2 separate regions of the Gossypium hirsutum genome follow, and region 2 is linked to region 1. The links are chromatin contacts, called in public Hi-C maps. All regions are on one chromosome and are shown on one strand. The core of a region is the stretch at or near the end of the contact, and the rest is flanking DNA. Distances in the headings are between cores, read along the strand shown. Region 1 has its middle 23 kb from the start of LOC121208249. Region 2 has its middle 22 kb from the start of LOC121208252.

What was found. A called contact is a pair of places that touch in the nucleus more often than the background predicts.
Region 2: a Hi-C map of hypocotyl shows a contact between it and region 1, with 1.7 times the contacts expected there. The contact joins two enhancer-like sites. A contact is called at or near these places in 2 of 34 Hi-C or Micro-C datasets (hypocotyl and leaf).

The regions. Positions count from the first base shown.
Region 1 is chrA10:16,461,191-16,467,656 of Gossypium_hirsutum_v2.1, reverse strand. No RefSeq gene overlaps it. Among protein-coding and RNA genes, the nearest start is that of LOC121208249, 23 kb to the left of the region's middle. Within about 2 kb of position 4,831, at least 5 of the 9 cell types and tissues checked have an H3K27ac peak or open chromatin away from gene starts, as enhancers often do. A contact at or near this core is called in hypocotyl and leaf, where this site is marked.
Region 2 is chrA10:16,588,857-16,595,233 of Gossypium_hirsutum_v2.1, reverse strand. No RefSeq gene overlaps it. Among protein-coding and RNA genes, the nearest start is that of LOC121208252, 22 kb to the left of the region's middle. Within about 2 kb of position 2,928, at least 3 of the 9 cell types and tissues checked have an H3K27ac peak or open chromatin away from gene starts, as enhancers often do. A contact at or near this core is called in hypocotyl and leaf, where this site is marked.

The DNA of each region.
Region 1 (6,466 bases), core at 3,582-6,081:
TCTATGTTTTTGCACACGGGCTAGGACACGGGCGTGTCATGGCCGTGTGAAGGACATGGGCCAGGCATACGGGTGTGTGCCAGGCCGTGTGAAAACCCTTATAGGTGTGCATTTAAAATTATTTCTACACGAGTGGAGAACACGAGCATGTTCCTGTATTGCTTGGGCTGTGTAAACCACACGGGCTATCACACAACCATGTCGAAATGGCCACATGGGAGGTTGCCTTTCCACATGGGCGTGTGCCTTGTTTCAAAGTTAAATTTTCTATAGACGGTTTAAAGACCTGGGTTGATCTTGAATAGTTTTTGATGGTCGATTTCGGGCTCGTGGGCCCATAATAAGAAGTTTTAAGTAGAAATTGAAAAAAAGTTCTAATTTGGATAAAGTCTTGGTGACTTGGGAAATGTTGTGTGCATGAGATCAAGTTATGTAATGCCTCGTATTCTGCTCCGGCGTGGATTACAGGTATGGGGTGTTACAATAAACAATAGCATTAATCCATCCACTCATTTTAAACCAAATAATCTATCGAAAGACGCTCGAAACAAAAACATTATGCAAAAATTAATGCTGCAACTAAATATGAACAACAAAAATCAATGCTTACTTTTATGCAAATTGCATCGTTACTTCAACTTATACCTTCTCCACGAACTTCTCTTCTTCTAATCTCCCTAACAACTTTTTATTTGCTCGTAAATGGCTTATGCCACTCAAGGCTAAAATATGTTTCATTTATAGATCAAGGGATAAGCTCCAAGTTGATTTTGAAAATTTTCCCCAGCTAGTGGGAGGTTTAAATTTGTATAGAGATAACACTCCAAGTAGGACGCACTGTCAGCAAAAGTACTAAAAGTGCGTCTAGCTGAAAGTGTTTTCAGTGCCATGTTAGCTGGAAGTGCTTCTAGCTAGACATGTTTTCAATACTTTTGTTGACAGTGCATCCTACTTGGAGCGTTATCTCTTTACAAATTTCAACCCCCACTTGGGACAAAAAACCCATCATATATCCCGGGAATCCGAAAATATATTTTCAAAACTCATTTCATCAATATTAATGCACTATGATAAATTGGATTAAACTAGTATTAAAAATGTCCAAAAATTTAAAAACTAATATTACATCCCAAACGAGTACTCTGAGTTTCGATGAAAATACGAAGTTTTTAAATTTCGAATACAATAATAATTATTTAATATTTCAAAAACCCTAAACAACGCTACTTCAAAGACCGTAATCTTAAACCCTAAAACACAAATCCCCTAACCCTAAAATACAAAACCTTAACACCAAAAATATGCAGGAGAAAAACGCTTCTAGCTGGAAGCTTTTTTTAGTTGATTTGACAGAAAGCACAACCACTTAAGAGTGTTTTCTTGACACCACACTAAGAATAGTTCCAGCTGAAAGCATTTTACAGGCAATATACAGAAAACGCATCCACCTGAAGGTATTTTTCTGGATTTCACCTGAAAACGTGTCTACGTAGAAGCATTTTCGTAAAATCAGCCCACTCCTGTAATTCTTCCAAAAAATGGCCTAATCTGGTAAATTCCAAATTTTTTTGGCATTTATTGGTAATTTAGTCATTTGTTGAACCTCGATAGAAATTTTATTGTTAAGGCAAGTATTTTTTTTAAGTGATTATTGATGTGCCAAGGGAAGTGGCCACTTTCGCTGGCACATTGAGAAGCAATATAACTTAATTATTGGAGTTGAAATCTTTTCAACCAAATCAGTTGGGCAATGACTTAAATGGTTTTGTGAATGTGTGCTGACCCATTTTTGAAGATCCTTGTGGAGCTACAAATCTTTGAAGATGATGTCAGATCAAGCAATCAAATCCCTTACTTTGTAGAAATTTGATCAAGAGAATTAAAGACATATCTCTCAACAGCCCACGTTGCTTTGGACTTTATTAGTATATTATTTTTAGCTATTTTAGTTGTTATTTAATAGAGATTTGGATGGTAATTGATTATTAGTATATTAGTAAGTCTCGAACTTCTATGTATTTGGATGGTAAAACTTTTGTATTGTGGTTTTACAAACTAAATTTTAAAGGAGATAATTTAGTGGTAAGGCACTAGTCTTTGAATACAGAAGTGAGGATTTTAAATCGAATGTCTTAGAACTAGGATTATTAGTTGTATTAAGTTTAACAATAGTAAATTCTTCTCATTAAACTAAACTCCATAAATGTAAAGAAACTGAGTTACATAAACAATTTTGCCATCCTATATTTTTGTTCTATTTTTCGTAATGTTTATAGAAATACCCACTTCCTTTGATCGTGTTTTGTTTATTTCATGTATTTACTGATTCACGTCATAGACTATCATAATTGAGCTGGATTAAATCTAATTAATTCAAATCAAATTTCGATTTTTTATGAAAAATTCTTTTTGCAGCCTATTGTTAGCCATGGACATGGTGGAAGCTATAAAAACTTTAAACAATCAAAGGCCAAAAAGGAAAAGACAGAAGATGATTAAAGGGTGTACCCTAAAAAGCAACGCCACATGATTGGATACCTCAAATGTATAAGTGTCCATTGGCAGCCGCAGCTTTTTCTGTTTCAGCACCCTTCTCTGTTTTGTGTTAAAGTTAGCACCTATACAACCTTTCCACTTTTTTAATCCCAATCTTTTTTTTTTTTAGTTTTACCAAATAAAAACTTTTTTAAAAAATAAGTTATTTAATTAGTAGCTATAGACAGTAATTTAAATTCATAAAATTATTAATTTAATTTTTTCAATATTCAAGACTATATTTTTTAGAGAGGTTTATAGTTCAAATACGGTGTAATTATACTACAATTGTATAATTACAAATATAAATTCAAACAATTATAAAATAGAACTAAATTAATACAAAGTAAAAATAGTTAAAAATTAGAATAATCCAAAACTAAAATCGATTTATCAGACTTAAACTCATATATGACAGTAGCATATAGTGGAGTTAGAAATTCTCACACAAAAGTTATTCATGATGTTATGAGTGAATCGAATATCAACTCACTTGAAAGATTACTTTATTACTATAATAAGATTTAAACCTAAGACACCATGATCTTTAAAGCTTTATTTTAATCATTTCAAGTAAAAATCTTGTTTGATTTCATATAAATTTATTGCAACATATTTTTACACAAAATTTCACCCACAACATAAATTTATCATAATCTAATACATAAAAAAAAAGTAGTTGAAATGTATATAGAAAAAAGAGTAAGAAAAAATACCCCAGTAACAGCTCAAACCAACTTTTATTTCATCACTTCCAAAAAGCAAACTATCTTTTCTTTTGATTTTTATTTTATATTTCTCTAAATTTGTTTGCTTTTGTAGTACTATTTTGTTTTGGGGCAAAGTAGAAAAAAAGGGAAAAAAGAAAAACCAGGCAGTCCTCTTAAGCTTCTTTAGCTAAAAATGTTTGAGTGAAAAGCAGGGGTCACATGGAAAGGCTTATGTACAACCTTTTGTTTTTCTCCCAAAGCATTACCTGCCTTTTTCAGCTTGTGCTTACCATTTTCATGTACCATCTCTTCTCTCATCTCCTTCGTTTTTTTTTTCACACTTTCATATTCAATAATATGTTTTTAATTACTATATGAGACTTGAACTTAACAATTTTTATATATTAGAGTCTGAATTTTTTTAGTTAAATCAAGTCTTAAACTTGACAATCATTTTTACATTAAGACCTGAATTTGGTAACTTTGTCAATTTTAGAGCCTGAACTTTTTTTTGTTTAAATTAAACCTTGAACTTGTCAATTGTTCTTACATTAAGACTTGAATTTTAGGATTTTCAAATACTAATTTGAATAAAAAAAGTCTAGGTCCCAATGTGAGAACATTTGCCAAGTTTAGGCCTAACTTGAAAAAATAAATTCAAGCACTGATGTGAGATCAATTGCTAAATTCAAGATCTAACTTGAACAACAAGAAATTTAAATTCCAATATAAAAAAATTACCAAATTCAAATTCTAAAATATAATTTAATCCTTTAGTATAATATGAAAACATGATAGTTAAGTTTTTCAAATATAAATTATTTAAAAATATGTAAATGCAAAACTAATTTAATTTTATACCAATGTAAATTGATGTAATCTTTTTATTGATTTAATTTATATGACTAGTTGGTGGGTAAAAAACAGTAATAAAATATAGTAAATGATTAACCATTAGTGACATAGTTTTCAATGTAAATTTAAAAGGTAGTGAATTCAAGTTTTATAATTAAAAAAAAAGAAATAGATAAAATATTTTGATGTAAATTTTTTAATAATAATTTTGTTATAGAATTCGGTCATATTTGTTTTTTTGACACAATACATAAAATTATTCATAACCCTCCTAACTCATAAATAGGAAGATAATGCATTTTAATGCACTCAAACTCATTTCTTCCTGTATCAACAATATTATCAATACCAATTGAATTAAAACTCCATCAACATATTTTAATATAATTTTAAATTTTCATTCAGTTAAAATATCAGGTTATCCGAGATTTTAAAATGATGGCATATATTTAAACATAAACGTATATTTTTAATTTAAAAAATTATACATATTTTAGTTTAAAAAACATAAGTAAAGTAAGCCCCGGAGAAAGGTTATGGCCCTCTCCCTAAAATTTAATTTAAAATTTTCACTTGGAAAAATGGGTCCCATTTTGTGTATTGCTCCTTTAATCTTATCAGATAATAGAAGAGAAGGGCATGTGATGTGGGTCCCATCTTGTATGCATCAAAAGCTAGTCTTTTTCATCAACGATCACAATCAACTTAAAATTTTGGACCAAAGCTGGAAGACATTAGGAATATTGTGTTTAATCAATTATTTAGGAGAGCTCTATCCAAAACATTTTATTACGACTCTCCTTTTAGCCGTTTGATTGGTGACACGCGTAAAATCTCACATTTATATTTAAATATTTAAATAATTTTATAATACATTTTTCAAGTAATAAAACCTCAAACATTTCAAAATTATCACAAAAAGGATCCAATATTTATAGAAGGGTTCAAATGAAGTTAAAACTTTTTAAAATTATTAAATGGTCAAATTAAAGTGTTCAAATAACAACTTTTTATATATAGTATTTTAGGGTTTAAATTATATTTTTTCTTTTAAGTAATATCTCATTCAACAATTATGTATTTTAATTTATACATATTAACACTCATTTAATTTTTACTACAAAAATAATTTGAAGTGGGTAAAAAACTCTTATTTGAATATTTTTATAAAGATAAAATCCTTAAATGATCAAATTTAAAAATTTTAGCCCTTATATAAATAACCTATAAAAATATTCAACCCTAATTTGAACTTTTAACCTTAAGTAAAAATTTATATTTTTGTTGTTGTAAGAATGTAACCATCTATGGACCCATATTTATATAACAACAAAGAGCATGCTTTTATATGTCAAAAAATTTGCACCTCATTAATCCACATGGAATATAAAAACAATAGATGAGTTAACAATAAATTAACTTTAAAAATTTTAATAACTCACATAACTTGTTTTGAGCAATAAAAAAATTATTTTACTCGTTTTAAAAAGCTTTTATTTTTATTAGAATTTTACTCTTATTTTTAATATCAAGTTTGAATTTATACTAATCTTTTATTAATAATAGGATAAAAATCAAATCAAATAGAGAAAGCTAAACCAATAGAAAAAACGACCATCTTACAATAACCGTAACACTTAAAGGTTCAAAAACTAACCAAAAATAAATCACCTTAATCAATCACCAATAATTGCACCCTAATTCTACTATCAATAAAAGAACTTGACAATAAACTACTGTTAACGAAATAGCCACTCTTACATCTCAAAATGGCTTATCCTCCTTCCTATCATGTCAAAGTTTAACCTTGCATACACTATCATGGTACTTTATCATAACAAAGTCTTCCAATAACAATTCCCAATAAATTTGCCAACACTTCTACTTTGATAAATTCGATGTATGCATGAGAACACAGCTAAAAAAAAAAAAATTTAAACTAGATTTAAAATGAATGAAAAATTAAAACCACCACAATTTTAAGAGAAGGTAACGTGAATTAAAACTAGAACCACTACAGTTTTTAGAGAAAAGATAATGGATCTAAAAATTTAAAACAAAATCACAAAAAGCTCTTAAAGGGACCGCGACTGGCAACTAACCCAAAGATTAGTATCTTGGTTAACAAAACCAAATTTTGGTTTGAAAAAGATGGAGAGATTAAGACTTTGCAATGAGGAAAATATTACATATTTATTTTAAATGAATTAATGAGTAAAATGCATTTCTTTTTATTAATTATCAATTTGTAACACCCCAAACCCGACCTAGACGTTACGGCCAAATCTGACGATGTCACATGAAAGGGATTTTGAACACGTAGTCGTCACGATAAAGCCCCTTAATTATTAGTTTCTTATTTGATT
Region 2 (6,377 bases), core at 1,679-4,178, 130 kb before region 1:
GCCTCTAACCTGTGCGTCTTTAATTCATGGATAGTGAGTTAGATGGTCTACCACACGGCTTGGAACATGGTCGTGTGGCGTCGACAACCATTTTTTTGGTGTATGATATTCATAAAAACTTAGGTTTTCAGTACGCACCTGAAGTAGTTTTGATGCAAAAATAACGTAAAGAAATCCTGAAGCTGAAATTAGCCAACCAAAATCAATCAATCGACTAAAACAACGAAATTCGCACAATTGAACACTTACTAAAATATGTCGAAAACTTCAACAAAAAACCTTTAATGAAACCGATACTTACCATCGAATCAAAAACACCCGTTCGAATTAGCCTGTTGGGAAATGCTACTTCTGACACACACGCCTAAAATAAAGAAACCTGAACCATTTAATGAAGAGACTTCAACCTACTAACACGAAACTATTTCGATAGTACAAAACCTTTGTTTCTTAGAATTCACAATAGAACTACACAATTAACTTTCAATTGACATCACATAAATTGTACTTGCGCAACCAAAATAGCAGATAAGGAACAGGAAGTTCGACAACTGATAAAAGAAAATAAAAGAGAAACAAGAAAAACGAAAAAGAAAAAAAAAGAAAAAGGAATTTAGGAAGGGAAAGGAGAAAAGGAAACATTAAAATTTAATGTTTTAACCACCAATCAGAATTTTGACAATAAGCAAAAATATTCCTTAACGCATACGTCGAGACTCGAACATAAGACCTGAAAGTATACAAAAGCTTAACCATTGAACCACTAGACTTGTTGACATAGATTTATATAGAATTAAGCTTAAGTCAACAATTCAAATATAGAGGTTAGTTTAGAATAAAATAGCAAAGCTTTCTAAAGACATGACTCGAACTCCTAACATCAAACACATTAGCAGAGCACACAACCACAGAAACATAGATTCATTTACGCTAGCATTTCTTAGTCAAACATTCAAAGTTTGAGAGTGTTACAATTTAATCCAAAAATGGTGGTGTATTCAGTCTGGAATTGGTATATAACCAACAAAACTTCCATATTGTTTCATAAATTGAAGCACACTAATTCAACTAGTTTAAGTTTGGTCTGAAACATCTTTAAGATTCCAGATCCTTATATATTCTAAATTGTGCAGTCTGCAAGACTTTAATTATATGTATGGTTAAATATAATAGAATAAAATTGTAACGGGCTTAGTTTTTTGTTGGAAAGAGAATAGAATTGCTAATAACAATATTCCTACTTTTGGTTAACAAGGATATGTAAATGATGGCATTACACAAAACCAGAAGGTGGCCAGCCCGAAGGTCCATTCGAAAATTGAGAGGGTTTAGGTAAATTATAGACCCGAAAAATGAATTTGATCAAAAAAATAAGACTCATCTAGAAATTCGGTTAGGCCTCGAGTAAGGTTAGCCCAAATTTGCAAAAAAAAAATGTTGTTTTACTACTATTTTTCCATTGTTTTGTTGTTGTTTTCTTACTATTTTCCCATTGTTTTGCTGTCATTTCACTATTATGTTGCTTTTATTTTATTGTTATTGTTTAGATATTGTATAACTCTTATTTTATTGTTAATTTTGCTACTATTTTAGAGGCATTTGCTTGTTAAATTGCATCTATCTTAGTGTTATTTAAGTATAAAGACTTTTTTGATTTATTTTTAATTTGTTGGGAAATATTTATTTTAATGTTTTTAGTGTTTTTGATGTATTATTTTTTAAAAAAATTATATAAAAAATAAAATAAAATAAAATAAAAAATTTAATACGGGTGGACCGAGCTGGGCTAAGTCTAGGTTTTAACATTTTTATTCAGGCCATGCCCGAACCTATCAATCGAGCTTAAAATTTTGTTAGGGCCTGGCTCGACTCATGGACAACTCTAGCCCGAATCTCCATCATTCATCACTTAAAAGCTGCTCCTCTATTGAAAAAATAAGTAAATTAGTCACTGTATGTTAAATGCGTGTGCAAATCAGTCCCTCCATTACAATTTGGTGCTTATATATAAGGTATAATAACAAAGTTAGCCCTCAACCTTTACACATTATGCAATTTGACCCTTACTCTTTTATTGGAAGTAAATTAGAAATTTTTTAAACTAATAAGGCTAGAGGGTCAAAAAGGCCTTAGTAAAAAACTTTAAAAAATAAATTAAGTCCTTTCAAAATTTAAAATTTATTTAAAAAATATAAAAACTATAAACAAAAGTTATAAAAAAATTTATTAAAAAATAACAATACTAACCCATTAAAATCTAATGGTTATAAGATTTTAAAAAAAAATTGACCCCTAATCTTTTATTGGATCAATATTGTTATTTTTAGCAAAAAATTATAATTTAAAATTTTTATAAAAATTATAATTTAAAATTTTTATAACTTTTTTTTATAATTTTTATTTATAATTTTATTTTTTTAATAATTTTAAAATTTTAAAATTAAAATTTGTTACTAAAGCCTTTTTGACATTTTAGTTTTATTAGTTTCAAAAATTTGTAATTTACTTTCAATAAAATAGTAGGAGTCAAATTAAATAAATCTATAAAAGTTAAGGGCTAAATTTATTATTATATCTTATATACAAACTCCAAATTTTAATAGATGAACTGTTTTACTCATTCATCTAACGTATATAAATAAATTTATTCATTTTTTAATAAAAAGATTAAAATGTAATTCAAAATATATTTGCCCAAAAAAACTGATTAAATGATTAAAGGAAGACAAATATTGGTGAATACAATCTGTATATGGGAATATTGTGAAGCAGACAAGACTTTTTACAACATTTGCTGGTAGAAGGAAAACGTGTAGACAAATTTAATGGGGGTAATATTGGAATAACATTTTTACCCATCTATGCTAGCCCCACTTGTACTAAGCATATAAAGCTGGAATGAAGAAAAAAAAACAATGGAGAAATGTGGGCCCATCTAACAAGAATGAAATGCATAAGACCATTACATTCAATCAAATAGCATATTACTTTTAAGGATTCGAGTCTATCCAGTTCATATTAAATTATTATTTAATCTTAATTAAATAAATATTGTATTTGGACTTTTCGATTAAATTGGCAAAATAAGAGGTTTAGACCAAAAAAGTTAATTAATTTTTAATCCATTGATATGTAAAATCTCAAACGTTCAATTTTTTATAAAATTTTTTACCAATGTTAAAAAAATGAAAATGAAGCTTTTTATTTTGCAATGCAATTTGTTAAGTTGATTGGTTTGATTTTTTTTTATTTTTTATGTTTAAATAATAATATTACTGTTGATAGGTGCACTATCAGTTACAAATTCATTTTCCCATTGAAAGTTGTGCAATCAATCTTAATATGTTGGTATGTTTTGACTTGAGTCTCATGATTAATTTATTACATTTTTTTTAGAATTTTGAAAAGCAATTAACTGGATTGTAATTGAAGTTAAATTTCAATCAAATAGGGATATTATTTAAAAAATCATGTGATTTATTTATATATCTTTGTTAAAAGAGATATTACAGTTAAAGAAGCTTGTTGAGGCAAGTTTTAGGAGTAGTGACTCTAGCAATGATTGCTTAAGTTTTATAATTTATTTTTTGTTTTTTATTTTGTTGGCATGTTTAATCAAATTTTTTTGATTATTTACTTATTTTCTTTTAGGTTTTTTTCAGTTAATTTCATGATTATATTTGGAGAAAAGATTGGATTAAGAAAGATTACTTTTCAAGGATGCTAATGTGATTTTCTTATCTTTTATGCTGAGATATACAATCTAAGAATATATAAGTTGACTTTATAAGATTTATTTCAATCCTTATAGGATAATTGATTGATAAGATTTTGGTATATAAGGATGGATTAAATTTTATTTTATGAAGTTCGATTTGTGCTCTTATATATGAAAGTATTTTTCAACCTTAAAAAAGGTAATTATGTTGGAGTTGTTATTAGAGTAGTAGCACAAGGCACGGCTTAGGATTTATATCTTTTTTGAAGTTAACAATCTTTTGAACCAAGTTAGTTGGGCCATGTCCTAGATTATCTCATGAACGTGTGTCGACCCATATTTGAGGATTAATCTTATGGAGGAACAAATTTTTAAAGATTAAATAGATCCAAATGAAGCAAATCAGATCCTCTATTTTTTGGAATTGGCTTGACTGCCTTGAATACTTATCTTGGAGGTATTTGGAATATCCCAAACTTTATTAGGATATTCTAATCCTACTTATAGGCTATTTTGATGGGGTTTATTATTGCAATTGATCTATATCTTAGCAGACCTTTAAACTCTTATATATTGAAAGACTTATGTATGCAAATTGGTGTGAAGAGAGTTAGCACTTTAATATGTTATTTTAGGAATTGTTTTCTAAGCGCATTTTTGAGTAACCAAGTAAGCCACATTGTTTACAAACTAAATATTAAGGGGGGAAACATAAAGGAGAGTGATATAGATATTTAGTACAAAAGTGAGGTTGTTAAATCGGCATGTGTAGGACATAAATCATTGTTGTACGAGCTTGAAAGATAGTGGATTATCTCTTTGGACAAGGCATTACTGATGTAAGGAAATCAATCTGTTGGAAAATAGGGTTTGAAAAGTGCAACGAAAAAACCAGAGTATTAATTTTTTTTTTCAAAAAACAAACTTGGTTGTGTTTTCTAAAGTAATAAACACTTAATCAAAATTGTACCTTTCTAATTCATCTAAAATGAACTCTTCGACCAAGTAGTCTTCTCTGCTATCTTTAAGCTCAAATATGCCGAGTGTCGACTCACTTCGAATAAGAAAAATTTCTACAAAATTACTAGTGGGGTAATTTCAAAATTTTCTAAACTTTTAGACCAAATTGTAAATAAGAAAAATATCTCTAAATTTTTTTTGAAATAATTTCTTCAGAGAATTTTCTCTCTACAACTTTCTCTTGAATTCAAGTGTGTAAAAAAATAATGACCAATGACTCTATTTATACAGGGAAAGTTTAGAAAGTTCAACTATGATTAAACTTATCCACTTTAATTTTAAATTAATAAAATACTATTAAGATAAATATTAAATTTAATTTAATATTAAATTTATTAAAATAATATTTTTTTGGAATAATTAACCTGAAATTAAATTATCTAGTAAAGCCAAAGTAGAAGTGTGATTCTTCCACTGTTGAACCGCCGAAGGACCACCCATCAGCCAGCGAAATGTTGCTGTTACTGTTGTCAGCACCATCGTGTCCGATGGTGCCATTGCAAGTGCGACACCCCCAAAGTACCCTATGCTGGTTTGGCTGTTGTCGATTCGATTTGGGCTAGTGATAGCCTGACCGATCGGGTCCTGCTACTGGTTAGACCGTTAACTCAGTTTCGCATACCAGACCCGGTTCGACTAGTTTTTCAATCTCGATCTCGATTTTGGGTTCTCGAGCCCAATTTTTTTATTTTAGGTCTAATTTTTAAGTTCAATTACCCATTGATTGTCTGGCTTGAAAATAAATTTCCAAAAGCATCATATTAATTTTAATTAATTTGAAATTTTACATGATAAAAATTAATTTTCCCAAGAAACACTTAGATTTTACAAATTAATTTTTCAAGAAAATTCTTTAATCAAATTCTCTAGTTGAACAATTATCACGACCATCTAATTTAATTCCACATCGAATAAATTGACTCAATTAAATTATCTCTAGAGTCGTAGAACTTTCTTCTAATTCAAATGCAGTTTGGTTGAGCTTTTGTTGAGCTAGCGGAGGGACCAATCGGTCATAAACAATTAGGCTTGAGTAATTATAATTATGTCCAAAAGCATCCTTCCGATAATTCACAATTTACTTAATCATGGAGTTAGTCCACAAGAAATAACATGATTGAAAACTTCTTGTTGTATACTTTTTGTAAAAGCAATTCATCCAATTGTTTTGTCCAGTGACCTCGTCATATGTATATTACCCTCTTATGATATCCTTGATTCCTTTGAGCTAAATCCGTTCATTCAATACAATCCTAGTTTACCTCATTGTCACAATTGTGTCTTCTTAATTATTAATATGATTACTATCAACAAAGAGTTGTAATAAATTGCTCGTTGGAAAACAAGCAACCCGTTGCCATATTCCATATTTATAAATCCACACAATGCCAATGAGAGGATGTTGTTAACTCTTTAATCGAGCTATAAATTCTATTGTTGCTAGTAAAGTCATGCCATACACAAGTCATGTACCCAACATGCCTTCTTTGGGCTTGATCATCTTTAGAGCATAAGCCTCCACTTATATCAAAGCACATGAGTTACATACGCATGGTCAGTGACTAACTCAGGATTTAGGTAAATTACACCATGAACATCACAAGTGAATTAATACAACAAATGAATTTGAAATTACTTC